Regions from separate parts of the Mus musculus genome. Here regions 2 and 3 are each linked to region 1. Evidence: chromatin contacts called from public promoter capture Hi-C data. All regions are on one chromosome and are shown on one strand. The core of a region is the stretch at or near the end of the contact, and the rest is flanking DNA. Distances in the headings are between cores, read along the strand shown.

Evidence for each region. Promoter capture Hi-C pulls out the DNA fragments that hold promoters and counts their contacts.
Region 2: a contact with region 1 is called in a promoter capture Hi-C map of 3T3-L1-derived adipocytes, with 4 times the contacts expected there. The contact joins the enhancer-like site here to the promoter of Vps35l in region 1. A contact is called at or near these places in 9 of 39 promoter capture datasets (the 3T3-L1 cell line, 3T3-L1-derived adipocytes, the C10 cell line and 6 more), 1 of 15 datasets of contacts at CTCF or cohesin (embryonic stem cells), 2 of 484 Hi-C or Micro-C datasets (embryonic stem cells and myocytes), 5 of 115 datasets of contacts at active chromatin or transcription factors (embryonic forebrain, embryonic stem cells, large pre-B cells and 2 more) and 1 of 9 other capture datasets (adipose tissue).
Region 3: a promoter capture Hi-C map of embryonic stem cells shows a contact between it and region 1. The contact joins the promoter of Gpr139 here to the promoter of Vps35l in region 1. A contact is called at or near these places in 1 of 39 promoter capture datasets (embryonic stem cells), 1 of 484 Hi-C or Micro-C datasets (embryonic stem cells) and 2 of 115 datasets of contacts at active chromatin or transcription factors (bone marrow-derived macrophages and embryonic stem cells).

The regions. Positions count from the first base shown.
Region 1 is chr7:118,738,793-118,742,649 of GRCm38.p6, forward strand. Vps35l (VPS35 endosomal protein sorting factor like) reads left to right here and starts at 1,479. Exons shown (of 31, transcript NM_027815.4): 1 at 1,479-1,983. The coding sequence starts at 1,883.
Region 2 is chr7:118,303,257-118,306,928 of GRCm38.p6, forward strand. No RefSeq gene overlaps it. Among named protein-coding and RNA genes, the nearest start is that of Gm35083, 22 kb to the right of the region's middle. Within about 2 kb of position 1,310, at least 13 of the 459 cell types and tissues checked have an H3K27ac peak or open chromatin away from gene starts, as enhancers often do. A contact at or near this core is called in 3T3-L1-derived adipocytes and adipose tissue, where this site is marked.
Region 3 is chr7:119,182,085-119,185,860 of GRCm38.p6, forward strand. Gpr139 (G protein-coupled receptor 139) reads right to left here and starts at 2,454. Exons shown (of 2, transcript NM_001024138.2): 1 at 2,188-2,454. The coding sequence starts at 2,290.

The DNA of each region.
Region 1 (3,857 bases), core at 229-2,728:
AAAGGAACAAAATGTTTCCATTTAAAACTGCTCTCTATATTCAGTGTTTTTCCATGGCCCTTCTCCAGTTTCTTTAAAAGATTCTTTTTTTTAGACTTAGTTATTTGATGTATATAAATATTTTGCCTGTATGTGTGTCTCTATACCACATGTACCTCTGTAGGCCAGAAGAGGGCATCAGATCCCCTGGGACTGGAGATACAGATGGTTGTGAGTTTGGGTTCTAGAAATCAAATCTGGGTTTTCTGGAAGAACAGCAAGTGCTTACCAGATAACGCATTTCTCCAGCCCAGATTTTACAGTTCTTTAGGGACACTGACAGAGATGCCACAAAACCATGGTCTTAGCATGTGGTAAGAAGAACCCTTTAGTTATCTATCCTTTCCAGAAATGTAGCCTGTTTTATGATAGTTCCCCATCATCTATTTTATACATAAGATGGGATGGGTTTGACGAATGTACGAAGGACAATTGGTCCCCTGCCTTTAGTGCCTCATAGTTGCTTCTTACCACCCAAACTGCTACCATTCTTTCAAAGGAACCACCAACAGCAGTGTCCCCTAGAATTGTACACACAACTATCCCAGAGCCACTGTTTTACAGTCCCCAGGCAAGTGGCATGCCCATTTACAGTAGATGCCCTGCTCTGTTATAGACCAGGGTCAGCGCTACAGAGAGAAAGGCTCTGAGAGCAAAGGCCAACCAAGAGCAGCCTGTCTTGCCTGCCTCACTAACTACAGCATCTGAGGTTTGCCCCGGAGACAGGGATTTTATAACCTCCTGTCACCTTAGCAGTTAGCTCAGTTTCACAGAGGAAGAAACTGGGACTCTGAAAATGTCAGTCCTAGTTAAAGTATATTCCGTTGCCTTTTCCAGAACGCATAAGAGGATGCTGCTCTTTCCATAAGGAAATGCACTTGGGAGTAGAACCAGGATGGTATGAATAGACAGTCTGCTAATTTCCCAGTCTTAATCCATTCTTATTTGAGTTAGAGTTTGACACTCACCAGCTTTGAGCATCAGTTTTCCAAAAACAAGTGATTAATGATAGATACTCCAGAAGTTTCTATTGAGAAGGGAGTGGGCAAAGTGCATTGAGTGCAGTCACCCTATCATAATTTATCCATGGGGGTGGGGTGGGGTGGGGCTTAAAACAGGAGCGCCAAAGTTCTGTGGTCAAGAACAGAACTTGCTTGCCCGTATTCGGACGTAGATTGTCAGTAGTGGGGGGAAAATGCCCAAAGTGTTCATCCTTACGAAGCATGAAGAGAACCCACACCAAACAGAATTCACTTCATAATCACTTGTGTCTGGCCCTCAGCAGGGATGGGTGTGTGCACTCCTTTTTGTCACTAGAGGGCGCAGGCGGGCCAAGCAGCCAGTGGCGTCTTACCCCTTACAAGACTGGGGGGCGGTGTGTGTGTGTGTGTGTGTGTGTGTGTGTGTGTGTGTGTGTGTGTGTGTGTGTGTGAATGGGATGGCTCAGAAGGTAATGGCATCGTGTGTGTGTGTGTGTGTGTGTGTGTGTGTGTGAATGGGATGGCTCAGAAGGTAATGGCATCTAGTGCCAAGCGAAGAAAGGACCAACACCTGTCCGTTATCCACTGACCTCCGTGCACATATTTACATAATACGAATGGGATTTAAGCAAGGCGTGGTGATGCAGGCCTTTAATCCCATCATTCGGAGGCAGACGTAAATGGATTTCTATTAACAAAATAAAAAGAAAAAATAAAATCAAGGCCGATGACGGAGCTTGGGTTTTGCCGGGCCATTGCCCGATACAACTGCGGAGGATCGGAATCCGGAGGAAGTTGCCCCTCACAATCATGGCGGATGACGGAGCCCGGGATCTTCAGAGCGGAAGCTGCCCTTCACAATCATGGCGTCTGGGGCGGGGCCGAGCTTCCCTGGATGTGAGAAAAGGGGCTGGACGCGGAAAACAGGCGATCATGTGACTGGGAAGATGGCTGTCTTTCCCTGGTAAGGAAAAACCCGCTAGTAGGCTTCGGGGAGGGCTCCTCTCAGTGGGGGTGGGCAGTCCTCCTTGTTGGGATCGGTGGCCTCCGTCCCCGCCCGGGCTGTCAGGACTACGGAAGAGCAGAACCGCTGTCAGTACTCTGCTCCTCTCCTCTGTTCCGCAGCTCCTTCACTCAGACGGACTCCATCCAAGGCTTCCGCCTCCTTGGGAGACGTTGGCACGCCTGGGAGTTCTGGGGAAGGGGATGAATTCGCCCGGAGTCTGCACCTGGGAGACCTGGTCGCTTGTTCCTTGAGCTCCTTAGACTTTCTCATCTGTAAAGTGGGACCATTCACCCTACTCTATGTAGGGTCCCCAGACACGCTTCTTTACCTCGTTGTTCAACGTAGTAGAACGTATTAGAGAGAGGACACGCCCAAAGGAGAGAGGGGGCAGTCAGTCAACTCCCCTGGCGGCTTGGGTAGACTGCAGAGAAGAGCCTTCAACTGGGTCTTGCAGGATGCATACGAGCTCACCAAGCAGGAAGGAATAGTGTGTACCCAAGTGACTGGCATACGGGCCTTTTTGTGCTTAGAAGTGAGGTGACCTTTAGGTTGTCACAGGTGATTTGTGTCGATAAAGAACCCACATAGGATAAGCGGATGATAATGTGGTTGGACGTTGGAGACCTTGCATCTCAGGGGCAAAATTTCTGCGTTTGAGCATGAAAGAAATTTGTAGCGCTAGGCCTTGAACATAACCAACATCAACCCTCTGGCTTTTTGGCCGGACACTTTAATTCACTCCACCCTGCAGACTCTTAAGTGACCACTTAAGGACACAGCACGTCAGCGTGGTGCCGTATCACACCGTGGGTTGGCTTCACCTGCTTGTGCTGGCTTAACCTTGGATGTTTTCGTTTTCCATACTGCTGAGACCCCAGCTCTGCTCGTGCCTATGGTCTCTGTAGCCGTCTCTCTTGAGCAAGTGTGTGGGAGTGCACGCCCATCTTTCAGTTTTACCCACTGACTTCGTGTTCTTTAATGAGAGAGACAGAATTGTGTCCGTCTTCTTCCCGGTGATTGTTCCTGTCGATGCATGAGGGAGCTGATGAGGCCCAGGGGAAGTGTGCCTCTGCTCCAGAGAGCGCATTTCTCAAGGGACGTGCTTAGTGGTCAGCGTTAGCCTCTTAGCTAACTTAGTTAACCAAGTCCGCTTTTCATTTGAGACCATGGGATGCGAGTTGACCTAAAGTCGTGCAGCCTGCCATGTGAATTCTAGGGACTTGGATCTTGGAGTTTGCTCTTTCCCTAAATGAGGGAAAGTAGTGGGAATCAGCCAGTGTAACCAGGACAAACTGTTCTGGGGTGTACGAATGGGAGGTACCTATATCTTTATTAGTGAAAAAGTCTGATTTTTGGCAACTGTTGAGATAGTAAGGTTGAGTGTGTTTAGTGATGGTGGTGGTGGTGGTGGTGAGGCAGCGATGGCAGAGCACGCTATAGGAGAGGATGGGCTTCGCTGCACAGTGAAGGGGACAGTGAAGGGGACAGAGTAGCAAAGCGTCACCAGAAGCCGGTAGGAAGTTACTAAGAGGGAATTGTGGGTAAAGCCACCTGAGGGGTTCTCCCTGAGGCCTAGTGATCAGATCAGTGTGCTGGGGGGACTCTGACGAGATGGCGCTTCTCTTTCCCTTCTCAAGTGCGTGTGGCCGTTCTTCCAGACCCCTCCAGTGTTGAGGTTCCCCTCTGTGATGCTGTTCTTCCTCCTCTGCCCAGTGCTCAGGCTCCTCCCTCATTGTCCTGTTCACTGAGCCTTCCTCTTTATCAGTCCTGAGCTGATAAAGCTACAATTGCCCTTTCTTTTTTTTTTTTTTTTTTTTCTGGTTGCCTCCTGT
Region 2 (3,672 bases), core at 60-2,559, 440 kb before region 1:
AGTGCTGGGATTAAAGGCGTGTGGCATTATATTCAGTTCAGTTTCTTTCTTAGAAAATATTTATTTATAAATCATTTTTAGGAATGTGTTTGCATGTGTATTTGTGTGTGGGAATGTGCATGAGTGAAGCATCCCAGGAGGCCAGAGACATTGCATCTCCCTGGAGGTGGAGTTGAAAGTGACTGTGAGGCACTTGACATGGATGCTGGGAACTGGATTCTGGTCCTCTCCAAGAGCAGTGCATGCTCTTAGCCATGGATCCATCTCTCTAGCCCCTTCAAATATCTCTAATATAATTTAGTGTGTTAAATCTTGACATGATTGTGATCTAAACCACAAGTCATGTTTGGGGTTAATATCATTAGCGGACTAAAAAAATTACAATTTAGGCTGGTGTGAGGTGTTCGCCTGACATCTTGGCATTGTAATTGAGGCAGGAGGATCAAGAATTTGAAGTCAGCCGGGCGTGGTAGTGCACACCTTTAATCCCAGCACTCGGTAGGCAGAGGTAGGCGGATTTCTGAGTTCGAGGCTAGTCTGGTCTACAAAATGAGTTCCAGGACAGCCAGGGCTATACAGAGAAACCCTGTCTCGAAAAACAAAAAACAAACAAACAAAAAACAAGAATAAGAATAAGAATTTGAAGTCATCTCAGCTTGATCTTTATGATCTTGTAGTTGGTCAAAGGATTACATTTGATCAATTGTAAATTGTCAAACAAAATCTGGTGGCAAGAGGTACATCGTTAGGGTAGAGAGATGGCTCAATGCATGAAAATTGCTGCCATGAAAACTGAAAACTTGAGTTCGATTTCCTGAGCCCACATAAATGTGGAAGGAGAGAACTGACCACACACAGCCCGCTGACTTCCACATTTGTGTGTGTGCACACATGCTCACAGGCACGTGTGTACATACTCACACATTTAAAAACAGCTACACTCTTACCAAGAGTAGCCGAGGGCCAACCAAACAGCCTGATTTGTGAATACTTTGGCCAAGGCCTGAGCTAACTTTTACTACAAAGATCCGGAGAGTAATTTCATATTTTTTCAGGACATGAAAATAACAGAGCTATGTAGGGACACACGTGGCTGTGCTCCAGGAAAATGTTATTTACTAAGTCAGGAGTGGTGAGCCTAATACCCAAGGGGAAGCCAGAGGTTGAGAGTTACTGGCCAGTCTGGGATATATAGCATCATTCTCTCAGAGAGAGAGAGAGAGAGAGAGAGAGAGAGAGAGAGAGAGAGAACAAGCAACAAAACTTTAACAAAAAATGGGAAAGCACAAATTTGGCTTGTAGCTATAGTTGGCTAACCCCATTTGGCTTAGCATGTAGTAAGTGTTTAGCAATTGCTCTCAAATGGCAATTTCGAAATCAGTTCATTTTTATGTTTTTTTTTTGTTTTGTTTTTTTGTTTTTGCAAAAGGTAGAAGGTAGAAAGCAGGAAGTTTTAATGGTCAGTTCCTCAAAATACAGTCTTATCTAGAATGGATTTCATTTTATGTGTTTATTGAAGAAATGAAATCAGAACATGAAGGATGCTGAGTACAAGTGGGCTACTACTGCAATCAATCAATCAATCAATCAATCAATCATCAATCAATCAACCAACCAACCAATCAAGCACACATGCAAGCAAGCAAGCAAGCAACTAACCAACCAACCAACAACCAACCAACCCACATCAAAACCCAAGGCCTAAACCAAGCACCACATGGTGTTGATGTTCTCAAGTCTAACAGCAGGTGGCGCACGAGGCTAACACACGGCCGAGAACTCCCGAACCGTCTCATCACCGTGGCTTTACATTTTAAAGCCTCTGTTTTAATGAACAACACAGCAAGTTTGAGCAATGACTTTATGTTGACAGCACATTAAAAAATATCCTGGGGGGTCCCTTTAAAACTCATCGAGGTGACTTGGCTTTTGCTGGTCAAGCATTCCTGAAGCCTGGGTTTTTCCTGTAAAACCTTATGAATTACAGGAGTTTGGGTGAAGGCCCGGTGAGATAGAGATACAAAGGGAGGGGGAGGGGGAGAGGAAGGGAGGGGGAGGGGGAGAAGGGAGAGGGAGGGGGGAGCAGGAGAGTGTGTGTGTGTAGGCGAAGGTCATTCCATGGCCAGCCTGGAATATGAGACCCTTTCTCAAAAATCAAAAGACAGCTCATCAAAAAGTTTAATGGTTGGTTCTCTTCTTTCCAGTGCTGTTGTAGATTTGTGGGCTCAGTTCTTGAGGAAAATGGGCTAGTACACAAAGATGGCTTCAATGTGCTCTCTAGGCACGAGAGGGACCTTAGAGGAGAGATGGTGGAGTGAGGTTTCTTACTCTGCACTGAGCTGACCATGAAAATTAAGCTGGGTGTGGCCAGCACCATCAGACCCATCTACTCTAGACCCTAGGAGCTTGGGAATTGAGGGCAGCTTGGGCGACACATGAGACCCCATCTTGAGAAAAAAAGAATTACAGTGGTAATATTTATGTTGTATGTTTTGCCAAAATAAGTTAAAAACACTTTCCACAAAGTATTACCTTACAGGTCTCCAGGTCAGAAATCCAAAGTAGGTCTCAGGAGCTAACATGCCTATTGGCAGGACAGTGTTCCCTTTGTAGGTTTCAGGGGTGCAGTGGTTTCTACCTGATTATGTTTTCAGGTATATGAGTACACTGCAGCTGTCTTCAGACACACCAGCATTGGATCCCATTACAGATGGTTGTGAGCCACCATGTGGTTGCTGGGATTTGAACTCAAGACCTCTGGAAGAGCAGTCAGTGCTCTTAACGGCTGAGCCATCTCTCCAGCCCCTCTCTTCCATTTTTCAAGCCAGCAATAGCAGTTGAAGTTTCTTCTTCAATTGGTTCTCTCCTTCCACTATGTGGGTCTTGGGAATTGAACTCAGGCCATCAGGTCCACAGCAAGCTCCTTTGCCTGCTGAGCCCTCTAAACGGCTCTCATGCAATTTCTTTGATCTGTTCCTTTTCCTACCTCTTCCTTATTTTAATTTTATTTTTTTAAGTTTTTTTTTTTTAAGATTTCTTTATTATTATATCTAAGCACATTGTAGCTGTCTTCAGACACCCAGAAGAGGGCATCAGATCTCATTATGGATGGTTGTGAGCCACCACGTGAGCCAATCTCTCCAGCCCATTTTTTTAAGTTTTAAGATGAGGTCTTGCTATGGAGCCTATGTTGGCCTAAAGCTTATCATCTTCCTGCATCACTAACTTTTGTATGCTGGAATCACAGGTGTGCATCACCACACCCAGGATTTTAGAGACTCTTGGAACTCTCTTGCATCTCACTGGATAACGCAGGGTAACTTCTCCATTTCAAGACTAAGAACACATGAGATCTACAAAGTCTCTTTGCCATGAAGGTAACTCAGTAATAGTGATTCCGGGGCCAGTCATAGAGGTTCCGGGATCAGTCACAGCCGTTCCTGGGTCAGTCACAGTAGTTCTGGGGTAGGTTCTGGGACGCACCTGTACTTGCCACTGTAGACACAGAGGACAACTAAGTCTGGCTACGGAACTCACAGGGTCCACCTGCCTCTGTGTGCTACTATAACTTTCTGCATTGCTCTAAAGCAGTGATTCTCAACCTTCGGAATGCTGTGGCCCTTTAATATAGTTCCTTAGGTTGTGGTAGCCCACAATCATAACATTATTTTT
Region 3 (3,776 bases), core at 1,204-3,703, 440 kb after region 1:
ACGTAAGCGGTTGTATTTTCTGATGGTCACACATGACTCCTGTGAAAGGGTCATTCTACTCCCACAGGTTGAGAATCATTGCTTTCAAAGAATGGCAAGGACTCCTCCATCTTTGAACCAGACTTCCAAGTTGCTAACAAACTTTCCCTCTCACCTTTCTCTAGGAAGCTTGATCCTTCTACATCCAGCTGCTATTCTAAAATCAGAAGCTTCCGTTCATGAGTTCTCCGAATCCAGGCCCCTGAAGCTGCTTTGGAGCCCTTTGGCACATCCTTAGTATTAGCACACAGTATAGGTGGTCAAAACTCTTAGCTAAGACTAGAAATGCATCCACACCCTCTAAGTTCAAATCTCAACCCTTCCCTCTCTTAAATCCCTCAGCCCTGGGCTAGCCCTATGCTAAAAACATATGCTGGTATACTGTGCCAAAGCTCTGGGTGGGAAAGACCATAGTCTTCATGGGAGTTAGACTGTGACCGTTCAAGACACTTGGACTTGAGGTCATTGACAGTCAGCATTCTCTGCTCCTAACCTCATGTCCTGTTTTGAACTCTTGGAGGTCACCCTCCTCCTTGTCTTTCCAGCTTAGGAATGCCCAAGAGTGGTTGTCTAGTACAGCAGTGGGGGAGATGGAACAGTCAGGATGGGGGTTACACTCTGACCAGAGGGTGCTGAGGAAGAGGGGGGCTCTGGCTCTTCTTCACTTCAGCAAGCATCACACATAACCAGCCTCTCAAAAACTGACTTCTCAATAGAAAGCTCTGGGGACAGGCTTTGGAGGGCAGGAGGGGGAGGTGCAACCTTGATAGAAATCAATTTCAGTTCCAGGTAATTACAGGAGCACCCTACCTGGCAGGGTGCGCAGAGGTGAAGCCCCTCTTCTAGGGAGGTAGAGGTTAGGGAGAGAACTTCTCTCCACATGAGGGACAGGAGCCCATGTTAGGAAACTTGTACTTGCCTGTGCTGGGAGTGGAGATTGCTGGAGACCATCTTTCCACGGGCTCTGGATTCCTACATGTTTGAGGAGGAGAGGGCTCTCAGATCTCTAGGAGACTGAAGCCTAGCTTCTCAGTATCCCAGGATGCTCAAGTTCTTGGGGCAGTGGTAGAGGCTTAGAGTCTAGTTTGAACAGGAGTTTTTCTCTTTCTGAGCCTTTCCATCTCTAGCTCTCCCTTCTGTCTGCAGGAATGTCCAGGAATGTCCATGACATTGTGTGGATGACAGGATTAACCAAAGACCTCCAAACTGAAGCCAACCCCACACCACAGGGGGCATAGGGGCTGTTCTTACAGGTCCCAGTTGGTCTCCCTCATAGCCCATGCACACACCCCTCCTCCCTCAGCAGCTCATCTCTCTTCAGGAATTCACTACAAGTCCCAGCTTCACTTTCCAAAGGACATTAAGATGTGGGACCAGCCAGCCACTCATCTGCAGCGCTGGGAGCTGCCTGGGTAGGGAGGACTGGGGTTGACCTGGAGGCAAAGCCAGAGGAAGCAGACATAAACTCAAGGAGAATGCCATCCTCTGAGGTACCAGTGTCCACCTCTGCCCCATACATCCCAGACCCAGAGACAGTCCTTGACTCTTCTTAGCTACAGGGAGACACCTTGCTCCCTAGGGCTAGTGATAGTGGATAGCAAGGGCTCACCTCATTGTCTCTTGAACCTGAGAAGCTATGATCAAGGTCTTGGTTTTATGTAGCATTAGGGAAGTACAGAGTGTGGCAGAAGTGTTCTCAGCTGAGGTGACAGAGTGGGGCAAAAGCTGGAGAGAAGCCTTCCCTAGGCTTTCTGCCCAGAAGCTGCGGTCAAGTCTCACGCAGCCCTTCTGGGACCCTCAGGGATTCGACCCCCTAGACACACACACACACACACACACACACACACACACACACACACACACACACACACAGACACAGACACAGGAGCGCTTTGGAGTAGATGCACACCCACAAGTCACAATGCCCCAGAGCCACACAAGCACTGTCCCCGCCAAACCACAAGCCATTCATCCTGATCTGGAAACATCCACAGTTGCCACCAAGGTTTAAACTTTACACTTTTTCAAAGGGGGTGCGGGGCTCCAGGCACTTCTCGAGAAGGTGTCTGGGACCCCCTGAGGTTCTGGACAGCCTTGTTCTGCAACTTGGGACTCCTGGCTTCCCTCCCTCTTCCCCATACCCCTCACCTGGTAACCCGAGGCACAGCAAGAAGCTGTAGTAGACCACCGGCACGAAGCCTAAGCCGCAAGCCGAGCTATTCGCAGCGAGGTGGGCGTGCGTGTGCTCCATGAGCGCGCCCCTCGCCGGGCTGGGCTCGGCGCAGCTGCCAAGCGGCTGGGGACCAGGCAGCCCTAGGGAGGATCGCCGCACCGCGGGACCCGCTTCCACTACTGGCTGGTGTCCTCGGGTGGCTCCGCACCTGCCCTCCTAGATAGGCAGCTCGGTTCTCTGGCAGGGTGCAGGGGACGAGGGAGGGGCTCCTGAAGCCAGAGTGTGCACCTCCCTCCTAGGACCGCTCAGCTCCCGCCTCAGAACCCGGGCCGGGACGCCGTTCCCCTCAGCCAATCAGCAGCTTCCTGGATGGTGTGTGTGTGTGTGTGTGTGTGTGTGTGTGTGTGTGTACACGCGCGCGCGCGCTTGCGCGGGCACACACACACAGAGAGCTCGCGGTGCAGGTTTGGGGGTGGGGGGCTTGGGTGGGATGTTAGCCTAACCCAGTCCCAGTTGCGTTTTTTTGGCTTCGGTTTCTGGAGGAAAAGACCGGGTTAACTTGGGAACCCCGGAGGAAGACCGGGATGGAGAACTGGGTTTCCAACCCCTGTGGGAGGGGCGTGGTGTGAATATGACCTGCTTCTCCCTCAGCAGCTCCTTTCCCCTCCAGTATGTCCTCAGTTTTTCTTCTGACTCTCTCTCTAGCTACTTGTCCTCGCTCCCCACCAATGCCTGGAGTCCATCTTCACGTAGAGTATTTTACATCCTGGTATGGCGGATGGGGGGTCGCGATTGTTGGAGCCCAGAGAATGTTGAAAGGTTTTTTTTTTCCTGCCTGAGCCTGTGGGTCTGAAGGAAGGGTGCGAATATCTTTGCGAATGTCACCAGGTCGATGGTACTGTCCCTGAACTTGGATGGGATGCAGGCTGGCTAAGAGCCCACAACACACAGCCTTCAGCCTGGCATAAGTCTGTTACAGCCACTGAGACATACCCGCACGCACACAAAGGCGCACAATGCCCAGTCATGCGGATGCACTCACACACCCATGCACGTAGATTCTCCCATCTTCCACACCTAGCTAGACTGGTGAAAACGTGCAGACACCCTCATCAATATGCACGAGGGCGCAGCAGGCTCAGGCGGAGCCTCGAACAACTACACAATCGCACATAGGGAGCTGGGTGGTCTGGAGTACTTTGAAGGTTGTGTGAAGGAGAGTATGGGCGGAGCAGGTGGGATTCCGGCAGTGGAGGGTCGCTCCCATTGCAGGAGAGGTAGGCAGAGCGCTGCAAGAGCTTCCTTTTTCAAGGGTACCCAAGAATCCTCCAAGGAGAGATGTCTGTCCCGGACTCAAGTCAAGAGCACAGAGGAGGAGCACAGAGGCGAGCCTTTCCAGGAGCAAGCTGAAGCAGATGCAAGCGAGGGGCAAGCGACTGGCTTTAAGATGTTGAAAAGCCCACCTCCTCAGACTCCTCCCCTAACCTCTGTTCCTAAAAGAGAAAAAAGCAGAGCTTCTTCTGGGTCTCCAGCAAGGGCCCGGTGTCCTGTCCCCATCTCTGTT